4 separate regions of the Mus musculus genome follow, and all the other regions are linked to region 2. Evidence: chromatin contacts called from public HiChIP or PLAC-seq, Micro-C and promoter capture Hi-C data. All regions are on one chromosome and are shown on one strand. Each heading gives the region's core, a stretch centred on a gene start, on an enhancer-like site or on the middle of the called end of the contact. The rest is flanking DNA. Distances are from core to core; before and after follow the strand shown. Region 1 holds the start of Clcc1 (chloride channel CLIC-like 1). Region 2 holds the start of Fam102b (family with sequence similarity 102, member B). Region 3 holds the start of Elapor1 (endosome-lysosome associated apoptosis and autophagy regulator 1). Region 4 holds the start of Vav3 (vav 3 oncogene).

Region 1 (5,580 bases), core at 711-3,210, 370 kb after region 2:
CCTGAAATAAAAGCTACAGAAACGGCATCCTGTATCCCTTTCGTGGGCATGGCATACTTCTTCATCAACAGAACGAGTGAGAAGGAAGACAAATTTTCTCAGATAAAAACAGGAGTTTAGGGTGAAGGTAACGGACGTTTAGAAAACAAAAGCAAGAGGGCATCACTTATGGAGGCTGACAGCCTGCCAAGTACCACTCACAAAGTTACACCACGGGCAACCACGTGACTTTCTCCAATAGTGACCAGCAGGTGAAGAGTTAACCAAGACTACAGAATGAATAAAATGATGGAAGGCAAAAAAAAAAAAAAAAAAAAGGGGGGGGGGAGGCAGCCAGAGTTAGATTCCACACCAGAATGAGCTGGGAAGTCAAAAAGGGGGGGGGGGGGGCTATGGAAGAAACCAAAACCACAATCAATTGGAAATTCAATCCCTCCTGTCAGAGGCCGGTGGTCATCTAAGACTAGAACTCTTTGAAAACAACAACACTTAGAACTGATCCCACACTTCCTCCAAAGTTGCAATCTGGACCTGCTTCGAGCTTATTTTAAAGACAAGTCTCTGAGATAGGGCCAGCCAGTGCTACATAGACTGACTCGGAAAAACAAAAACATCACAAAAATCTTCCTATGTTGCCTCAGTTTATGAAAAAAACCTGCGTTACTCTATGACTTGTCGGTGGACACCAGTTAGTTTGTATCATTTTCTCATTGCCTCAACTACAACACATGTACTCCAGTGCGCACAATAATAGTATATAAAAAAACATACTCATACAATAATAGAGGACATTTTGTTACTGAAACATATGCTCCTTTAATCCTTACAAAAACTCTTGGAAAGGGCACCACTGTCTCAATCCCAGAAAAAACGGGTAACATGCCCATGGCCTCTGAGCTCTGAGAGGTTCCTTGGAGGTTAGGGTTCAAAAGCGGGTGAGGAAACTCTGCTGGGTCTTATCACACAGGTGGGAAAACCAGAAAAGGGGCTTCTCACAGGGGCGGCCTCTGGCTTAGCTCTTAAGATGTGCAGGCTGATTGACAGCCACGAAATGGAAACCCTCAAGAAAGTCACTGATTTCAAAGAATCAGAGGTCTAACCAACCAGCCAAGCAGGACTAACCGGGTTAAGGGAAGTCAAATTCTCGGTTATCTTAGAAGCGGGAAGTCGCTATTTAGCTCACGCGTGTTCTTGTCCTTTCCTGGCAATTGAGGTTGTTTTTTTCTGTTTGTTTGTTTGTTTGTTTTTCGAAACGAGGTTTCTCGGTGTATCCTGGAAACGCTGTAGACCAGGCAGGCCTCGAACTCAGAGATCCGCCTGCCTTTGCCTCCGGAGTGCTGGGATTAAAGGGTGCCCACCGCCCACCAGACAATTTTCATTTCCAATATGTGCCCAGACAACGCTGAGAAGAGCACTTTTATAATCAGTATCATGGAGAAAACCTGACGTTTTGCACCTAATTATAAACCCACAGACTTACAGCATCAACTAACTTAATATACTCAAATTAAATTTGGAGTTTCATACCATTACTCCAACAAATCCAATATATATATATAATTTTTTGGCCGTCAGTATTTGTTGCAGATTCTGCCAAGGTTTCAGATAACACAAGCAAGGATGCTCTTGCCCCAGGGTGGGCCGCTCGGTATATTCGCAGGGTTAGCCGAGACAAGGGGAATGACTGGCGGGCGCTGTCTACCCGCGTAAGACGGAACAGGGAATCGCCACGGGCCCAGGCCCCGGCACCTCTCACGCTGCCGCGCCGCCTCCCACGCAGACCCGCGGGCCGCCCCGACACACCGAAGAGCGCCCACTCACGTCGAGGGTCCTGCCTGCTCTTTCAGAGGGACCCGGGCCAGCCCGGCCGCGGAAGACGCCGAGCCGCCTACCTCAAACACGGTGCACTCGGACTGGAGTCCCGAGCGGACTCATCGACTCGCTCGGCCCGCAGCTGTGCGGCCTTCCCGCGCGCGTTGCTGATTGGCTGCGCCGCGGGGGCGGAGGCGGGGGCGGGACCAGGCCGCGCTCCTCTGCTCTGAAGTAAGGGCTTTTCAATTACCCAACCACCAGTTCAGTTCAGACGGTCGTGGCTAAAGGAGCCAAGTACGTCTAAATAAGTAAATAAGTAATAAGTAAATAAGGAAAGAAAAGAAAGAAAGAAAGAAAGAAAGAAAGAAAGAAAGAAAGAAAGAAAGAAAGAAAGAAAGAAAGAAAGAAAGAAAGAAAGAAAGAAAGAAAAAGAGAGAGAGAGAGAGAGAGAGAGAGAGAGAAAGAAAGAGGGGGGAGGGAGGGAGAGAAGGAGAGAGAGAGAGATAGAGAGAGAGATCTACTTCGAACATAACTTTCTAAGTGGAAGATAATGGTTAACTAGTACTATATATAGTGAGGGAGGCAAATGGGAGTTTGGACGTAAGGTTTGTTTTGTGTTTATCTTCAACTTCTGGCTTTGCAGTTTCCAAAGTGTCCAAAGAGGAACCCCACCCCAGAAATGAATACAAAAACTAACTGGCAATGAGACACTGTTAGTATTTAATTTGGTATTCTTGGGTATACATACATCATTTACAACTTTTTAAGATTTGTAGTCGTTTTAGATTTATTTCATATGTATGAGTGCTTTGCTTCATATAGTATGTGTTCCACGTGCGTGTCTAGTACATACAGGGGTCAGAAGAGGGGGTTGGATCCCCCTAGATAGGAAGTCCCAGATAATTGTGGCACCAACACGTATTTTCTTTTTAATTCTGATTGTGTTTCTGCATATGAATGCAGTTGCCAGCAGAGGTCAGAGCTGCAGTTGCCAGCAGAGCATCAGGTACCTGAGATGCAGAGTTATCGGTGATCTTGAGCCACAAAACTCGGTTGCTGGAAACCGAACTTGAGTTCTTTTAACAGCTAAGCCACTTCTCCAGCCCCATTGCTACTGTGGCTGGTAGCCTTTCAGATGTAGATGATAAGATCCTACTGCTGTAGCAACCATGTGTGTACAGAAGTCAAGATGGAACTGGACTGAATGCTTACTCTGGAAGGTTAGCTTTCATAACATAAGGATGCCTTATGGAAGAAGTCACCAGCAGTCTTGCCCTGCTGTGACCTTGTATGTTACCCGGCTGCCCTCCCAGGCAAGATGTACCCACATTTGCAATAGTGGCAAACTGTTAAGTGGGTAGCCATCTTCTTTCCAGCTTGATTTGAGGCCCACTCCATAGGAGGGGATTCATGTCCGGCACAGTAGACCTGATCAAATCTGCGTCTGGGAGGTCAATGCCCTAGGGGGGAAGCTACTGTTCTTTTGCTGACTAAATGTATCATACATATCAAGCAGCCTTCCAAATATTTATGTTTACCCAAACATTAGTACTGCCTTCAGCTTTGGGCAAAGAAGCTTCATTTTGCAGTAGTAGTGCTTAATACAGAGACTCATAACTGCTCAAAGTGCTGAGAATAAGTGGCTTGAATGCTCAGCCCTAAATGAAACATCTAACTTGCTCCTTCCAAAACTCAAAGAACATCATTTGGTGGGTTGGGGGGTGGGGGTGGTAATGGTAGAATCTGAGAGCCAGAGGAAGGGTAGAAAGGTAGGCGTGTTGTGGACTCTTGTCTCCCTGGCACGACATGAACTCACTAGTAGCTAAGAACTGTTACAAGGCAGTATCTGTCTTGACGTTGTGAACATGACATGTGAACATGGAACAGGGCTATGGGCAGTTAATGATTGCTTGAGGAGAGGAGGTATTTTCTTCAATGGTATAGCAACTAATTAAGTTGCCAATCTATACTGTAAATAACCTTTCACCTTTGCTCACGTAACCAACCCTAATTAAACTTATATTAGCTGAGTCTCCACTCTTCTTTTTAATAGCATGCATTAATTATAGATAATGGTTTCATCGTATTTTCATGTTTATAATGTATTTTGATCAAACCCACTTATTATAACCCTCTTTTGTCCCCTTCCCCCTCCTCCTGACCCACTTTCCACATCAGTTCTTGTACAGTCACATTTTATTTGTGTGACTCAATAGGTTTAATTATGGATGCTTACACATGAGCATGGATAAGGAGGAGAGATTATGAAGTTAAGGTTATCCTTGGATATAGGGATTTGGGGCCACCAAACTCCTTTATCCATCTTTATTGGTTATTTTCCTGTTGCTGTGATCAGAAGCTCTGACACAAGCATCTTAGGGGAGAGGGGCTTATTTGAGTTCAGAGTTCAGGGGAAGACTGGAAGTCATGAAGCAGGAATGTGACACAGCTAGTCACATTAGGTTCTTGATCCGAAAGTAGAGTGACAAAGGAATGCTAGTGCTCCACTTGCTCTCTCCCTTGTAGCCAGTCCAGTACACCAGTCCATGGGGTGAGGCTGCCCACAGTTAAGGTGGGCCTTCCTACCTCTGTGTCTTAGTCAGGGTTTCTATTCCTGCACAAACATCATGACCAAGAAGCAAGTTGGGGAGGAAAGGGTTTATTCAGTTTACACTTCCACATTGCTGTTCATCACTAAAGGAAGTCGGGACTGGAACTCAAGCAGGTCAGGAAGCAGGAGCTGATGCAAGGCCATGGAGTGATGTTCTTTACTGGCTTGCTCAGCCTGCTTTCTTACAGAACCAAAACTACCAGCCCAGAGATGGTACCACCCACAAGGGGCCCTTCCCCCTTGATCACTAATTGAGAAAATGCCTTACAGTTGGATCTCATGGAGGCATTTCCCCAACTGAAGCTCCTTTCTTTGTAATAACTCCAGCCTGTGTCAAGTTGACACACAAAACCAGCCAGTACACTGTTAATCTAATTTTGAGATATGCCCAAGGACTGTTTGTCAAGTAGACAGTATTAGCTGCCACACTATTCATCCAATCATAGCCAAGTTGATTATCCTGTCCTTTGTCATCTTTGAAACATTAGGATAGGTAGTTGAGTCAGGCACATCAGGACATAGAGACAGAACTCTGGCCCTAAAACTCCATTAGCATATATGTTAATGTTTTTTAAAGATTTGTTTTATGTGAATGAATGTTTTGCCCATGTGCATGTATGTGCATCACACATGTGTACCTGTTAGCTTCCCCTGGAACTGAATTTACAGATGGTTGTGGTAGTATTTTGAAAGAAAATGGCCCCTGTAGGCTCATAGGCAGTGGCACTATTAGGAGGCATGACTTTATTGGAGTAGGTGTGGCTACTGAAGAGTGTGTCACTAGTGGGTGGGCTCTGAGGTCTCTGAAGCTCAAGCCAGGCCTAGTGGCTGAGTCTTCCTTTCTGCTGCCTCCTATCTGATACAGAACTCTCAGCTCCTCCAACACCATGCCTGCCTGCATGCTACCATGGTTCCCACTATGATGACAATGGACTAAACCACTGAACCTGTAAGCCAAGCCCAATTAAATGTTTTCTTTTACAAGAATTGATGCGGTCATGGTGTCTCTTCACAGCAACAAAGCCCTAAGACAGTTGTGAACCACCATATGGGTACTGGGAATCGAATCTAGTTATCTGCAAGAGCAACAAGTGCTGTTGACCACAGAGCCATATCCCCACCTTCAGTGATATATGTTTGAATTACTGCTGAGTAGT
Region 2 (5,544 bases), core at 2,534-5,033:
TGAAGGTGGACCAAACAGGTGGTGTGTCTTGACATTCTATATCCTACAGATTTCCAAAAGAAATTTTATAGATTACACACACACACACACACACACACACACACACACACACACACACTTGTATTGGATTCCAGTAGGAAATGCTGGCTGGATCAATTGTGAGCTCACAGCTTTCTGGCCTTTTGCTTGGCTCTGTTCTCACCCCTGTATGCCCCACATGTCTGACACGTCTAAACCACATTTCTCAGGCTCCTTTACTCTCAGTGTGGGCTGGCTTGGGATCATGGGAAGCACCTGCAGGAGATCAGAACAGAGGAGGCGAGGGGTGGCGGGGCTGTTTCTCCCAGCCTCTCTGCCTGGGCTTGGCACAGTTCAGAATCCTTTCATAGAGCCTTCCTCTTGTAAATACTGGAGTACTGGACTGCTTCCTGCCTTCGTCCTGACTCATGCCAGGTGTTTAATCATCAAACTGTAGGCTGCCTTCCAGTGTCACTACAGCTGGAGATCCTTATAAAATGCAGATCTGAATATGCCACGCCTCTGGTTTAAGACAACAATGGCTCTCGATTATACCGGTTTCCAAGTAGGACTCTAAACTGCACACAGACAGAACTAATTTCGGTTCCCTCTGCAACATAGTATCTCTTCCTCTGAGCCTCTCAGCATGAGAATAGGATAGAAATTGAATTGTTCCCCACCCGTCAGGCCTCAACTCTAAGGTCACTAATCCCAGAAAGCCTTTCACAAGCTTACTTAACTCGGCTAGCAGGTGTTATCTTTCTTCTATCACAGCCGGCTCCCTTCTCCATCACTTACAGATCACTAGCTGTTACATTACACTACAACTCTGCTCATTTTTCCATGTCCTCCATAGGATGTAGCATCTGCGATGCACCTCAGATCTATTAGGTGTTCAACACGTAATAGGAGCTCAGTAAGTACTAGAAAGTTCCTGGATACTGCTAAAAGGTTTGAACCCTCCTTGGACTAATGTCAGCTCTCATTCAATGACAAAAATCAGAAAAACCCTTTTAATCATCCTTGCTCATAGCTACCTTCCGCTCACTTGCAGGACCATTTTAAAATCGCTTTGCTAAGATGATCTTTTATGGGAAATTCTCTTGCCAAGGTTACCAATGACCTATGAGCTCTTCAATTCTATAACTTCTTTTCAGGATTTGCAGTGCATGTGTGTGTGTGTGTGTAGGCCAGAGGTCAACATCTGGTGTTTATATCAATCGTTCTTCAATGCCTTTTTGAGACAGGATCTCTCATTCAACCTAGAGCTTGCTAATTTGGTTAAACTGGCTGCCAGCAAGCCCCAAGAATCCTCCTGTCTCTGCATCCAGTCCCCCAGCAGATCTTAACTAACGTTACAGGGTTTGAATTCTCTCTTGGCTTTCAGGCCATCTCTCTTGGTCTTTCTCTTTCTCAGGCTGCTTGTTCTTGGAAGCCTTCACAATCACCTCCCCCTCCATCTGCCCATTAAATATTCTCCAGGGCAGCTCACTCCTACCCGCCTTTTGGGCTTCCGCCATCAGTGACTACCACAATTCCCAAATGCATATTTTCAACCTTAACCTTTCACAGGCACGAAGGCTCAGCCTTGCTCCCTGTAAACAGCACAGATTCTCATTATTTCCCCTATCCCCAGCCTGCCCTCCTGATCGCAATGTTCAGGCCCTCTGCTTCTGCAAGCTACAGACATCAAAGTCCACTAACACTTCCCCCATCTCTTTCTGACCCACAAGGCAGCAAAATTCCCCTCGCCCAAGTAGTAGTCTGAATCTTTATTTCTCCTACTTCTTCACCTGGAACACCTCCTACTTTCTCCCAAATCCTAGGTAAAATCCATAAAGCCATCACTTTATTCATTCAGTTCATCACTTCTTATTCCAAGTTGTACTTCGTTTAAATTTAGGACTTTTTTCTGTCTTAGGTTTTGCCTTTTTTAAATTGTTATGTAGTGTTATTCTTGTGCGGGGTGTGAGAGGTGTGTGTATGTGTGTGTGTGTGTGTGTGTGTGTGTGTGTGTGGGTGTGTGTGTGTGTGTGAAAGCATGCATGCCATGGTGGTGTTCGGGCCTCAGAGGACAACTTTGTGAAGCTGGTTCTCTTTCCACTTTTCCATGGCTTCTCAGGATTGAAGTCACACTGTGGACGCTCCTGAGGTCCGGCTTGCACTGAGGCTCTTTACCCACCGACATTTCTCTGCAGTCCAGTTTTGTCTTTAAAAGGTCTAAAAAAATACATTTATTTATTTATTTATTTATATAATGCAAGTGTATTTGTAGGTGTGCATGCCTTACAGTGAACCTATGGATGGAGGTCAGAGGCCAATCTGCGGGATTAGCTAGTTGCTTCTTTCTGCCATGTGAATTCCAGGGATGAAACTCATGTCCTGCAAGTTCCTTTAACACTGATCCATCTTGGCCAGGCCAGGACTTTAAAATTATTACAAGCAGGTTTTGGGTTTTGGTCATGGAATCTATCTAGCCAGTAACTGGTGGTTTAGGCAATTAAAATATTTTATATGAATAAATAAATAAATGGGCTGGAGAGATGGCCCAGCAGCTCCAAAGGGACTTGGTTCACTTCTCAAATCCACAGGGCAGCTCACGACTGTCCCGTTTAAGAGTATCAGACACACTTTATGGTCTTTGCAATTACCAGACACACATGTAGTTCACAGGCCTGTAACACAGGCAAGAGACCCAGACACATCAATTGAATTTTTAAAAAACGTAAAGGAATGATCTACAAAGAGGATTCTTTTGAACTACACCTTTTCAAAAATTAAAAAGGCCAGATGCCAGGCTGGGGATGTAGCTCAGTTGTGAGGTAGCTTGCTAGCATGCATGAAAGTCCTGGGTTCGATTCCTAGAACTGCATAAACATGACATGGCGGCACATCCCTATCACCCTGACATGGGGATCACAAGTTCAACATCATCCTTGATTACATGGGGAGTTTGAAGCCAGCCTGAGCTAGAGACCTTGACTACAAACCAAACCAAACAACAGTACCTAAAAACACCACCACCCCTCAAAAACAGTACGCAATTAAATTGATAACATACGTTTTAACAGTAGATACTGTGTGGGGGGGGGGGGGACAATTGATATTCATCTAAAAAGAATTTTTTAAGTATGCCTTTAGAATCTGACTTCATGTGTTCACAGTATGTACAGATTTTAAAGGGGAAAGTATTTTAACTCCTCTGGTCCTTTTTCTTTCCTGGGTGACAGAAATTAAATAAACAAGCCATCAATGACGGGAAACACAAGGCACAGCCCCTTGCTTGGGCACTTGGTGTGGCCACAGCAAATTTTAATCTTTTCCTTTCTCCTAGCTGACTTTCATCTAATGTTTAAGAGCTAGTGGGGTTTAGAGACCCTACAGAAGATTTTTAGGTTTGGGATTCTATTTGTCTCTATTTATCTTCAAACCCAGAGGCCGTGAAATCACTGGAGGGGGAGGGGAAGAAAGGGGGGCGGTGCAAACCCAGAAAGGAAAGGCGCAGAGGAAGCTGCACAAGGAAGCTTTTTCGGCTGGGTTTGTCTTTTTTTAACCCCGGGGAGGCGTGCCGAGCTCGCTGCTGTCGCGTGTTAGCTTGCCCAGCTTCCCCGGCGGGGCGCGCGCCCGCCCGGAGCTCCTCCGCCCTCCGCGGACCGCCCGCTTCCGCGCTGGGTGCGCTTCCGGCTGCGGCCGCTGGGGGCGCCCCGGGCAGGGAGGCGGCAGCGACCGTTCTCCTAGCGGCGCCTCTCTCTCTGCTCGCGATCAGACGGGCGGCGGCGGCGGTACGGAAAGGGCGCCCACTCCCCGGGCGAGCTGCAAGGCGACCGCTCCTCGCGGGCGGCCGGGGTCCGCGCTGCAGCCGCCGGTGCTCTCAGGCCCGGGCTGCCGCGACAGGCGGCCCCGGCTCCCGCCGACTCGCGGCGCCCCCCGGCTGCGCCCCCACGCGCCGCTCGCGGCCCGGGCCATGGGGCTGGGCGGATCCGAGGCTCGGCCGAGCTGAGGCGGCGGCGCCCGTCCGCGCAGCCCGCTCGCCGGCGCCTGGCCCTCACGATGATGAAGAAGAAGAAGTTTAAGTTTAAGGTGGACTTCGAGCTCGAGGAGCTCTCCTCGGTGCCCTTCGTCAACGGGGTCCTCTTCTGCAAGATGCGGCTGCTGGACGGCGGCAGCTTCACCGCCGAGTCCTCCAGGTAAGGAGCCTCGGGAGCTGCTCTCCCGCGGCTGCCCGCAGGCAGGGGCTTCTTGCACGGCCAGCATCCCTTTCTATGCTTGGCCCCTTTGCTCTGTCGAGCTGCCAGCTCGGTGAGCTCATCGTCCTCCAGAGACGAGTCTGAAATCAGCCAGAGCATCGAACAAACGGCACCAAGTGCTTCGCAGTGGGCTGGGCTGGTTGTCCCGCGCGCCTATCTTCAGGTGGCCCCTGAGTCTGCTTTCCCCCCAGTTCTTCAGGAACGGTGGAGACACAGAAAGGATGCTTCTGGTTTGTCCAAAGACATTTCCCATATTTGCAAAATCCAAAGTAGACCGTAAACCTTAGAGAAGCGAAAATGACCCAAACTGTTACAGTCCAAGAGCTCCCACTCGGAACCGCCTGTGGTTGACGTAATTACTGAGACTTTACTGGGACTTAGGGTGGCCACGATAGAGCTTGGGATACGCCTGGTCGGGCTTGTCTTGAGTCAAGCGTTCCTGGCAGACGAGACTATGTAGTCTTTGGCTTGCCTTAGAGCTATGTCTCCAGTTAATGTGCTTATATTCTCAATTACCCATCTTCAAGTGGCCACTAGTGGGTCTCAGTGAAAGACTTAGAATCAAGAGAGCCCAGACCTTATCCTCCATGTCCTTTTAAAATGAGCACCTAGACACTGGGAAAGAATCTGACAGCAGGTGACAGAACGCAGCCATGTATGGCAGGATTCCTTGAGTAATTTAAGGGCAGGTTACACATTGATAGATTTGCTCTTAGATATTTTTCTCTACAGAAAAACAAGATACATGAAAGAAGTTTTGGAATGAACTTTTAAGTTCTTAAAGTCAAGGAGAAGGGGCTAGTCGTCAATATATGTTTTGTCTACGTAAACTTCATTTTTACCCTAAAAAATATTCTTTTTATCTGCTGTTCCATTAATAATGTAAAGGAAAAAATGTCAATGGGTTGTGGGACGGAAGCCAGAAAACTGCCCTCTCTGGCAATAATGAATCCCGTGGAAGCCAGGAAACGCCAAATTGCCTAAATGAACAGATGTACGCGGCACTATTGATCCTCAAATTTATTTTTAAAAATCCACTGAGGATAATTTTCAATATTTAACTGTGATGACAAACCTGTAGACATTCAGCTAATTGATTATACAACCATTTTAACACTGCTGTCAGAGAACAATGAACTGTGGAGAGGAAAAAACTACATGCATACATACATACACACACACACACGCGCGCGCGCGCGCGCGCGCGCGCGTGTGTATGTGTGTAAAACTTCCTAGCTCTTGCAATGGAAATCCTGAACACCATGCGGGGGTCAAGTGA
Region 3 (4,976 bases), core at 1,893-4,392, 490 kb after region 2:
CTCTCTCATTCCTCTTCCAATTAGTCCCCTTTCTACGTTCATGTCTCATTCCCACTTGCTTTGTTAGGGGTCAAACTCAGGCTAGGCAAGTTCAACCCCTTAGATACTGTCTCACATCCTTAAATATAAGAGTAGATTTTACATATGCCACATCTGCCTTTCTGAATCTGCCTCATCTGTCTTATTATGTTGCATCCAACTCCTGGAAAATATAACTGTCCTTTATGACTAAATGATACTTGGTTGTTTATGTCTCTCACATATAGCCATTCATGTGGGCAGATACCTAGGCTATTTTTTTTTAAATTGGGGACTGTGATTATCAGAGCCATAGTAAATACCTACATGTGTAGGCATCCTTCTGCTAACTCAATTCCTTTGGGTATCCAGGACTTCCACAGCAAGCTATCTTGAGACTCTAATTTCTCTTTCACTGCAGCTACATGCAGCTATTCATAGTTGTCAAGGATATAATCAAAGTACGTGTCTAGCAGCAGTGACTTATTTACAATTAACTCAATGGAGCTGAGCATATGATACTCGTAAGACCAATCCCATAAATGTTAACAGCATCCTCTCTTGATCAAGTTTATCCACATAGGCCACCAGTTTTGGTTTTTGAGACAGTGTCTCATATAATTTAGACTAGTCTCGACCTTGCTATGTAGTCAAGCCTGTAGGCCCTCGATTTGGCTTATACTTATACACTGAACACACATTTACTGAAAGACATGTCACAGCTGTGTGTGATTTCTAACACTCTGTGACACTCTAGTACTTGAAGTCTCGTGATTCCCAACAGCTCTGTGATGGCTCCTAGCCCACTAACACAATGCTCACAGCATTCAGCCACCGAGGTCGTCTCTAGCACCAGTCTGAGTGTCGCTGTTTCGCACTGACATTCGACTTTTCTGGAGTTAGCAGTTCTCCAGGATGCTCTGTCTCTCCTTCGAATGTATCTGCACCTACTGCTTCCTATCCCCAGTAGCTGATATTTCTTTCCTTCTTTCTAACTTCACACACACAAACACACACACGCACACCTTTTTCACGTGTCTCAGGTAACTCAACAGATGTCACTCACTTTCTTTTAGAAACCCCTCCTTTATGCCCCTATTCTTGGGCACTCTACCTATGACTCCACCACAGTGCATGTGCCTCTGAGGGAAGTGCATTTTGGTTTTTGTTATGTCTGTGGGTTTGGTTGTTTGTTTGTAAACAGATTCTCATAGCTCAGGCAGGCTGAGAGTTCCTGGTCGTCCCCTTCACCCACCAAATATGAGGATCAGTTGTGCTACCCACTAAGTGACTGATGCAGGGGCTGGCCTGTCTTCCTTACTAAGCTAACCGGACAGTAACTATATCTAAATTGAGGCTATGTTTTCTCAGTGTTTCCCAGCATGCCTGGCACATAAGCCGCAAATATTGAAGAAAAGGAAATTCTTTGGTGTTGTTATCAAGCTCAAATTACCACTTAATTCGCTTTATTGTGCATCTCTTCAAATATCCCAAATACTCAGACTAGGAAAAAGATGGTGTATATTTCCACTGAACATAACTAAACACACACACGTATACAAATGTGTTCTTGCATCAGCCAGAGGCCAGAGGTACCATGAAGACTTGCTTGAAGTATGACCTGGTGTCTTTCAGAGATTTTCTTCCATTCTACCTCTCATCTGTCTTTGGAGTACACATGCCAAGCCAAGACAAAAGGGTAGCTTGGTGGAACCCTGACTATTATTATATTTCCCCATCATTTATATTCCCCATCACTGCTTTGACAGACCTTGTTCTACATTAGAGCTCAGTTCCCTTCCCTCTGCTCAAAACCACTTCCAAAACGTTATCAGACGCAAATAGCGGACCTAGGAGACAGGCAGAAAACAGATTTCTTTGATACTTGGTGATCTCATCAGAGTTAGGTTACCAAGAATTTCCTGCAGGCCCCACTGGGAATTTGCTGAGGAAACCTCAATGTACCTTAGAAGCCCACAGATTTCCCAAATGTTTGTCTTCGTCGCGTAAGGCAGGGTTCGAGAAAGTTTCCTGAGGCTGAAGCATGTTTAAAGGCCCAGAGACGCACGCTTACTCCCTGGAGACTAGTGCAGCCTCAGCACGACCTGGTTCGCAGAGGATCCCGGGTCCCAATTGTTTGGAACGCCCAATTTTTAGTTGCTAGGCAGCTATCCCTCCAGTTATGACAGATGTATTCTGATGCGCCACCTGGCGGTTCAACTAAGAAGGCTCCTTGAGAGGAGGCTGCTGTGAATGGAGGGAAGGCGACCTGGATACGCACTCTGGAGCCTCTGTTGGAAAACGCTGGCTTCCCAAGGCATGGGATTTCTGCGAAAGCTGACGAAAGAAACACTAAAAGATGACCCAAATGTTTCCTTCTCGCTTTCACCTAAAAGAGAGCTTCCCCATTTTCAAATCAACGAGAGTAAGAGAATGTCAATATATATATATATATATATATATATATATATATATATATATATATATATATATATATATATATATCTCAAAGATCTCACGTGTCCTACTTGCAAAACTGTCGATTAGGTCACACTCCTTGCTGTTTAACTATGCAGACGTCATGGTTGCTCACTGAGACGGCTGTAAAAACGTGGATGGATTTGGTGGGGAGGAAGGATGGAACTAGTTTTTGCAGTTAGTGCTGGGGCCACTCTAGGAGACCATCCCTGGAAGATAACGAAGACGCCTGTCTTCCCCTAATCGTTTTACATGCCATGTTTACAAAATAAGATATGCTTAGAAATAGCCCCCTGCCCGGAAGAGTAATAGGTGCGAAATGAGCTGCTGCAGATGTTTTGGAGGGTTTCTCTACTGCGTGCTTTACGTAAGCCTGTTCGGTTAGTTGCAAACCCTGGCTCGTGCACTCCCACGCCGCGCGCCAGCGGTGGCGGCTGCCATGGAGACCGGCAGGTGAGCCGCACAGGCGCGCGTGGTCCCTGCCCCACCCGCGCTGAGCGAAGAGGATGCGGTTGTCAAGGCGACATGGATAGGAGGAGGAGAGGACCGAGGGAGGAAGAAGGATGGGCTGCCTTGGCGTAGCCGCAGGGAGGTGACTGAAGCGAGTCCAGCCCCTTGCATCCTCCCCCTGTGTACCTCCCTCCTCTTTTTTTTTTTTTTTTTTTTTTTCCTCCTCTGCCAGCATAAGCAGCCACCGCAGCACCTGAGCCGCTACTGCCGCTGGCTCAGGACAGCGCTATGGCAGAGCCTGGTCACAACCCCCATCCTTCTGCCAGAGACGGAGGAAAAACTGAAAGGCGCACACCCCGGCTTCTGTGGCTGTTGCTTTGGGCTGGGACCACCTTCCAGGTGACCCTGGGAACCGGACCCGAGCTTCACGCCTGCAAAGAGGTACTGTCCACTCCACCCCCTTGACCTGATCTCACTTTGGGAAAAAAAAAAAAAAAAAAAAAAAAGAGCTAAAAAGCCTAGATCCAGATAGAGACCTTGGAGATCCAGTCACAGTTTCAGGGGCCATAGAGTTCAATTTTTTTCTAGGGATGAGTAGGAGCTGGAGCGAGGGAAGCAGGCTGGTGTCGTCATGGGGGAGGCCAGCCCATCGGAGGACTCCTAAAATAGATCACCCTCAGGAGCTCTCAGCAGCTCTGGCTCAGGGAGTAAGGTCCGAAAGAGTGACAGTTCTCAGAAAGAAAGAGAAAGAAGACAGTAGCTGCTTCCCAGATGGGTGAAATTACCTAGAGAGTGATTGGAAACATCGAGAGACCAAACAGAAAGAGGAAAGGAGGGAACTGGGATAAAAGTAAAGTTAAGGACTGGTAGTAGACTGGGGTCAGAAGCCCTTGGGTCTGAGGGTGGGAAGCTCGGGAGACCAGCCGTAGGATCCTACCTAGTAAGTGCCCTCTGTGTTAACATCCAGTTGCTCGCAGCTGCTGGCTGAGGCCCTCCTGGAACGCTTTGCCTGTTCCCTTGCACACTTTGGTTAGTGTTTAGCACATGTCCCACCTTCTCTAGATTTTGAATTCTACAACATATCCCCCCCCACTCTTTCCTTTGAACTTATGTTAGCATATGCCACAAGTCCTTTTCAAGGTGTCTCTAAAATGTTAACAACATAATTCACAAAAGAGGTAGTGAATGTCTTCTAACAACCACAACAACAAAAATGATTTTGAAAATTGGTTTTTGGGGGGACATATGACAAGACAATAGGAATACCAAAGTTAAATAGTTTTGGTATTAGTGAAATAACGATATTTGGTTTGTGCTGTAAGTGACTTAAAAACATATGGTAGAGACAACATTGAAATATTTACAAAAAGTATATTGGGGAAGGCAGAATAAAATTTATGCAGAATGTGAGAGATTTGAAAACATGTCAAAAGTCTAGCACTGTAGGGGAGATGCTAAATATCAAACCTAGCTAAGGTTTTGAGGGGTTAAAATAGTCCTTTAAGTCACCAGTGTTAATTAACAATGCCAGTGCAGTCCCATAAATACAATTATGGAGGGTCCTAACCACTAGCCTATCTACAACATAGCAAATCACAAAAGAAGCAAGTGGGATTCATTAATATTTGAGTGGCCCATAGGTACTGGACTTGGTGTTGCATCCCTTTAATCGCCAGCACTTAGGAGGCAGAGGCAGGTGGGTCTTTGTGAGTTTGAGGCCAGCTTAATCTACAAATCGGGTTCTAGGACATAGCATGTTCCACAAAGGGAGGAAAAAATGGCTCTGGCTCAGGGGTGAAGAGAACTTGCTGCCTTTGTAGAAAATCTGAACTCAGTTCTCAGAAGGCATATGACAGCTCACAGCCATCTGTAATTCCAGTTTCAGGGGATTTGACGCTCTCTCTTGGTCTCTGAGGGCACTGCAGGCGTGCAGTACACATTCATGCACACAGGCAAGCATTCATATACACAAAATTTTAAAAAAATTAAAAATGAAGTGACCCCATGGCTGGGACCTAGCTACAAGGACT
Region 4 (5,155 bases), core at 349-2,848, 310 kb before region 2:
GGTAAGTCTCTGAATCATACAGGGCTAGTGCTAAAATATGTCACTAAAAGGTCTCTTTCCTTCCCCTTTTAAGTTGAAACATTTCTTTTTCTTTTCGTGTGCATGTGCGTGTGCGTGTGAAAGAGAAAATAGAAGTTCTGAGTTGTGTTGAACATCCTTTTAACAGAAACTTTCCGACCGGCCCAAAAAATAAGCAGCACTGGGCTGCATGTGGCTTTTTGAGCTGTCTCTGAGGAACCCACTGCTTTCTGTGCCTTCCAGGACTGGATTTTAATCAGAACCCTCAAAGAGGTATCTCCAAGCTAAGGCCACAGAAGCCCAAGTGCCTCCAAGCTACCTGATCGCAAGACCCAATGAAAAAAAGCAGAGTCTCCAGCAAAACTTCTCACTTCCTGCCACCGGTGAGGGAGGCTGGGCTGGCTCCCCTTACGTTTTCAGACAAGCTATAAACACAACCTTCCAGTTTGCTAACAGGCCACGGGCTTAGGGGGCGGGGTGGGGAACTTCAGGAAGGCTCTCTGTGTCCCTCTTGGTTTATTTCCTCTGAGCAGATAACGGTACCAAACGCCCTCCACTTCCTAGAGTCCTCATCTATGGCACAGTTCCTCTTTCCAGAACGTGAGGACCAAATGAAAGCAAAAAATAAGTCAAAGCAAAATTAACCCCACCGCTTCATCTCATCCCTTCTCATTGTTATTTTAGAGCCGACTCCCTCTTTGTTATCACACACACACACACACACACACACACACACGGGGGGGGGGGGCAGAAAGGTGAAACGCGCCCTAGGATAACTTATTTCTTCCCGCCTCCCAGAAACCTTTAGGATTCCATACACCATCTCCCGACGCAAGGCTTTATTAGTTCTGCTTAGAAGCTAAGTCATTTCAAGGCAAGTGAGGAAAAGCCCCCAAGCTGAGAACTGAGAGGCAGGGCAAAGCGGAGCGCACCTAGATGTTTGCATTTACACAAAGAAATTATCCGGATGATTAATGGGAGCCTCTGACGGGCAGCGGGGTCGCGGGGTGGCCTCCATACCTGGGACATCTGGGGCCTCAGGTTGATCTCCTTCAGATTGATGGAGTGTGGCCGCAGGTTGTTGAGCAGCTGGCAGAGCAGGACTCCATCGCGAAGGGTCTGCGCCAGGTCGAACACCTGCGCCGAGTCCCAGGTCACCCGATGGTTGGGGGGCAGCACCTTGCTGTGGATGAGCCACTGAGCGCACTGCTTCCACGGCTCCATGTCCGACGGCTCCCGGACCCGGCCCGGCCGGGGCGGGCAGCGACTCTGAGGTGGCCGCCGCGGAGCGTCAGAGCCCCGCCGACGCCAGTCGCGCTGATGGCCCCTGGTTCGCTTTGCCTTTCTGGAGCGGGCGCCGCTGCCGGCGGCTCGGGGACGCCGCGTGGGACTCGCCTCGGGTCCCCGCCCGGATGCGCCGCGGCCCGGCCGCCGCTGCAGCAGCGAGTGCCGCGCGCTCTCGGTGCGCCCCGGCCGGCTCCGCTGAGCACTGGCTTCCGACTGGCGAGCCTGGCGCCCCGCGACTGAGCATGCCCAGCGCGCCTGGCCGGTCTGTGCGGTCCGCGAGTCCCCGGAGGCGCGGGTGCGAGCGTGCCCGCCGCCCTGGCTGGGGGTCCGGGGCTGAGGGCGGGGCGGCTGGGGGGAGGAGCGGGCCGAGTTGGGGCGGCGGCCACAAAGGGGATCCCGGCGCCCCCGCCCGCCCGTGAACCCTCGGATGAGTGGAGCTTGCACAACCCCGGGGCGTCCAGGGATTAGCCCATCGGCGCGGCTTCCTAGGAAGTGTGGCTGAACACTGAGATTCGCAGGGGTGTCCCCGGGGACACCCTGAACAATGAATGCGATTTAAATTAAGAGGGTCTCAGAGGAGCCAAGGCTTAACTGGGACACAGGGAGCCTGGAGAAATGAGATGTGCACTACGCGCAGCTGGAGAACGCAGCATGGAAAGTTTGTGATCGGCCCCTGGTCCCGCCTCCTCCAGGTCCATCCTCAGCCCCTTCCTGAAAGTCAGTTTCTTCTGAGAATGTTTTGACACCTTGAAAGTGCGTGACGTGGGGACAATTGCAGCTTCAGCCTAGGTAGAGGGAAAGAAGTAGGTTTTGCATATCTCCCAGGCTTGGAACTGTTCACTAAAGCAGTCCAGCGCCTTTTGCTGATCTTCAAAATCCTGCCTGAGAAAAAAAGAAAACTGGCCGGTGACACAGAGGCAAGAGCGCGCATGCGTCAGTGACTTGCCACCAGGTTTGAGCTCAAATCGCTTCAGTACCGAGACACTGAGAGACTGGGTCAGCATATTTGGAGAACCCTGGGGAAAATTGGAAAGTTCCCCCCCACACACACCCACACATGTCAACTCTGTCATACTGAGGCAAGGTTCTCCCTGTCTTTTTTATTCCCACTGCCCTACAAAGCCGAAAAGGGTGTATAAGCTTTTTGTAGTAATATATTATTTCACTGAACTCTGACAACTCCCTGTAAATGCCCTCTTCGCTAGTCTTTTTTTTTTTTTAATTGAAATCTAGTTTGGTGGGATTTTATATCTGTTGTTGCTGCTGCTGCTGCTGCTGCTGCTGCTGCTGCTGCTGTTTCATTAGATATTTGTAGCTCAAATTTTCGATTGTGGATCTTATTGATTTTATAAACAGGACAAAACGTAACTTTTAAAAAGTACATGATCTGTTGGGACAGAAGTTCGCTTCTTTTATGCGTGACTGTAGCAAGCGTGGCCTGCTGTGTACACAACCAGCCTTAAACAATAATAAATCAGCCTAAGGATTTCCTTTCCTCGCATGCATCCGTCCCCAGCAACTTCCTCTGTGCACACTGTGGAGTCCATCAATAGCACAATGTTTCCTAGACCATAATAGGTTTGAAAGCCTGAAACTACAGGAGGATCAATCCTTAGCAATACTGTATCACCGAAACTGTAAAGTGCATCCTAGGCACGAAGATTATCAACAGCAGTGTTGCAATAAAATAGAACATTATAATCATAAATCGTGAAAGAATGTATAAAATATATATACTTTTTCTTTCTGGAATTTTCCATGTGATTTTTTTTGGGGGGGGGGGGTTGGCTGTTGACTACCACTTTCCTAAAAACTCAGAATGCAAAACCATCAAAAAGAGGCAAGTACTGTAAGCCATGTTACTCATTATAGATCTTTACAAACAAAACACACATGACTTGCCATTTAAAATGTGGTCCTGCATAAGAAGAAGTGGCGCTGGAAAAGAGGAAAGATGATAAGGAAAAAGCAAAGACTAGCCAAGCATTTCATTTTAGGTAGCATCAGATCATCCCTTAATACTGTTAAAATATTTCCAAAATCCAGATCATGTGTACCGACCAGTAAACAAACCTGGATTTAGAATCCAAGTTAAGCTGCTTTTTGATAACCTTGGGCAACTTCTATTCTTCTAACCTTCATTTTCTTCACCTATAAAATGAAGGAAGTGACCCTTGCCACGTTGGGTTGTCAGAATAAAAAAAAGAGTACGCCTTGGTACTTGGAATGAATACATAGACAGGAGTATCACTGTGGACCTTGTAAGACTCTCGGGCCTGAACAAAATACCCATGGAAGGAGTTACAGAGACAAGTGTGGAGCAGAGACTGAAGGAATGACCATCCAGAGACTGTCCCACCTGGGGATTCATCCCATAAACAACCACCAAAACCAGACACTATTGTGGATGCCAACAAGATCTTCCTGACAGGAGCCTGATATAGCTATCTCCTAAGAGGCTCTGCCAGTGCCTGACAAATACAAAAGTGGATGCTCAAAGCCATCCATTGGACTGAGTACAGGGTCCCAGTGAAAGAGCTAGAGAAAGTACCCAAGGAGCTGATGGGGTTTGTAGCCCCATAGGAGGAACAACAATATGAACTAACCAGTACCCCCAGAGCTCCCTGGGACTAAACCACCAATCAAAGAAAACACATGGTGGGACTCATGGCTCTAGATACATAAGTAGCAGAGTATGGCCTTGTCAGTCATCAATGGGAGGAGAGGCTCTTGGTCCTGTGAAGGTTCTATGCCCTAGTATAGGGGAATGCCAGTGTCAGGAAGTGGGAGTGAGTGGGTTGGTGAGCAGGGGAAGGGGGGAGGGGATAGGGGATTTTCGGAGGGAAAACTAGAAAAGGGGATAACATTTGAAATGTAAATAAAGAACATATCTAATTTTAAAAAAAAGTCTCTCAGGCCCTACCCAGACTGAATGAGTAGGACCCTGAACTGTATCAAGGTCCTCAGGTGATAAATAAATTTCCATCAAAAGCTGCAAAGCCTTGATATAAGGTATGAATATATGTGGTGCCTGTCACAGGGACAGCTTCATAAACACCACTCACTATACCACACATCCCTGTGCATCCACAGAGCATCAGCAAAGACCAAATATTTTAAATTGCTACATATCACATGTAACATGTAAATAGTACTTTAGGTCATAAAACTCAAATATTAATCCAGAAAGTGTATATAAGGGCAAGGAAGACAGATGGAGGTGTAGGAGGCCTACAAGAGGCACTTAAAGAAGTTGTGGGGCTCTTCAGGTGAGTGAGAAGCTACAACAGGTGATGGTAAATGTCTAAAATTGGGGCAACAAAACAGCAATTGGGATGGGGGGTGGTTCAGTGATAGAGTACCAGAAAAAGAAGGAGGGGGGGGAGAAGGAGGAGGGGGGAGGAGGAGGATGGGGAGGAGGAGGATGGGGAGGAGGAGGATGGGGAGGAGGAGGAGGAAGAGGAGGAGGAGGAAGAGGAGGAAAAAGAGAAAAAGAAACGAAAGAAAAATATAATGGGCTTCTCACCTGAGCTGTGTTCTTTAAATTTTTAATATTTTAAAGGAGAATGATTTGAAAGATACTGGTAACTGTTTCTTACGTACAGATATGGAAATTTAGGTTTCTATCATGCTAGGAAAGAGTACCAAAATGGTTCCTTAATGGCACATGAGGAACCTTCACCCTCCATCACTTCCTCACTGCCCACTGGGTGAAGGCCTCTACTTGATACTTTACATATATTATCTGTAATAAGATGTATCACCTCCCCAACACACTTCATTGATGAAGAAAAGGCTCTGTAGATCAAGTGTTACATACATTGTTCCTATTACAGATTTAATAAAAGCA

What was found. Promoter capture Hi-C pulls out the DNA fragments that hold promoters and counts their contacts. Hi-C and Micro-C count contacts between places; a contact is called where the count stands out from the background. HiChIP or PLAC-seq counts read pairs in DNA pulled down with a chosen protein or histone mark.
Region 1: a promoter capture Hi-C map of pre-B cells shows a contact between it and region 2, with 3 times the contacts expected there. The contact joins the promoter of Clcc1 here to the promoter of Fam102b in region 2. A contact is called at or near these places in 4 of 39 promoter capture datasets (the HPC-7 cell line, cranial neural crest, hippocampal neurons and 1 more), 1 of 484 Hi-C or Micro-C datasets (uterus) and 2 of 9 other capture datasets (adipose tissue and liver).
Region 3: a contact with region 2 is called in a FOXA1 HiChIP or PLAC-seq map of pancreatic cancer cells. The contact joins the promoter of Elapor1 here to the promoter of Fam102b in region 2. A contact is called at or near these places in 1 of 39 promoter capture datasets (pre-B cells) and 2 of 115 datasets of contacts at active chromatin or transcription factors (large pre-B cells and pancreatic cancer cells).
Region 4: a contact with region 2 is called in a Micro-C map of embryonic stem cells, with 2.2 times the contacts expected there. The contact joins the promoter of Vav3 here to the promoter of Fam102b in region 2. A contact is called at or near these places in 6 of 39 promoter capture datasets (the HPC-7 cell line, hippocampal neurons, liver and 2 more), 8 of 484 Hi-C or Micro-C datasets (B cells, CD4 T cells, LSK cells and 3 more) and 5 of 115 datasets of contacts at active chromatin or transcription factors (bone marrow-derived macrophages, memory CD8 T cells, microglia and 1 more).

Annotation. Positions count from the first base shown.
Region 1 is chr3:108,650,293-108,655,872 of GRCm38.p6, reverse strand. It overlaps Clcc1 (chloride channel CLIC-like 1), which reads right to left and starts at 1,960. Exons shown (of 12, transcript NM_145543.2): 1 at 1,893-1,960.
Region 2 is chr3:109,025,846-109,031,389 of GRCm38.p6, reverse strand. Fam102b (family with sequence similarity 102, member B) reads left to right here and starts at 3,783. Exons shown (of 11, transcript NM_001163567.1): 1 at 3,783-4,205. The coding sequence starts at 4,069.
Region 3 is chr3:108,534,707-108,539,682 of GRCm38.p6, reverse strand. Elapor1 (endosome-lysosome associated apoptosis and autophagy regulator 1) reads left to right here and starts at 3,142. Exons shown (of 22, transcript NM_001346518.1): 1 at 3,142-3,387. The coding sequence starts at 3,235. 1700013F07Rik (RIKEN cDNA 1700013F07 gene) reads right to left here and starts at 2,099. Exons shown (of 5, transcript NM_029314.1): 1 at 1,984-2,099. The coding sequence starts at 2,064.
Region 4 is chr3:109,337,126-109,342,280 of GRCm38.p6, reverse strand. Vav3 (vav 3 oncogene) reads right to left here and starts at 1,598. Exons shown (of 27, transcript NM_020505.2): 1 at 1,039-1,598. The coding sequence starts at 1,242.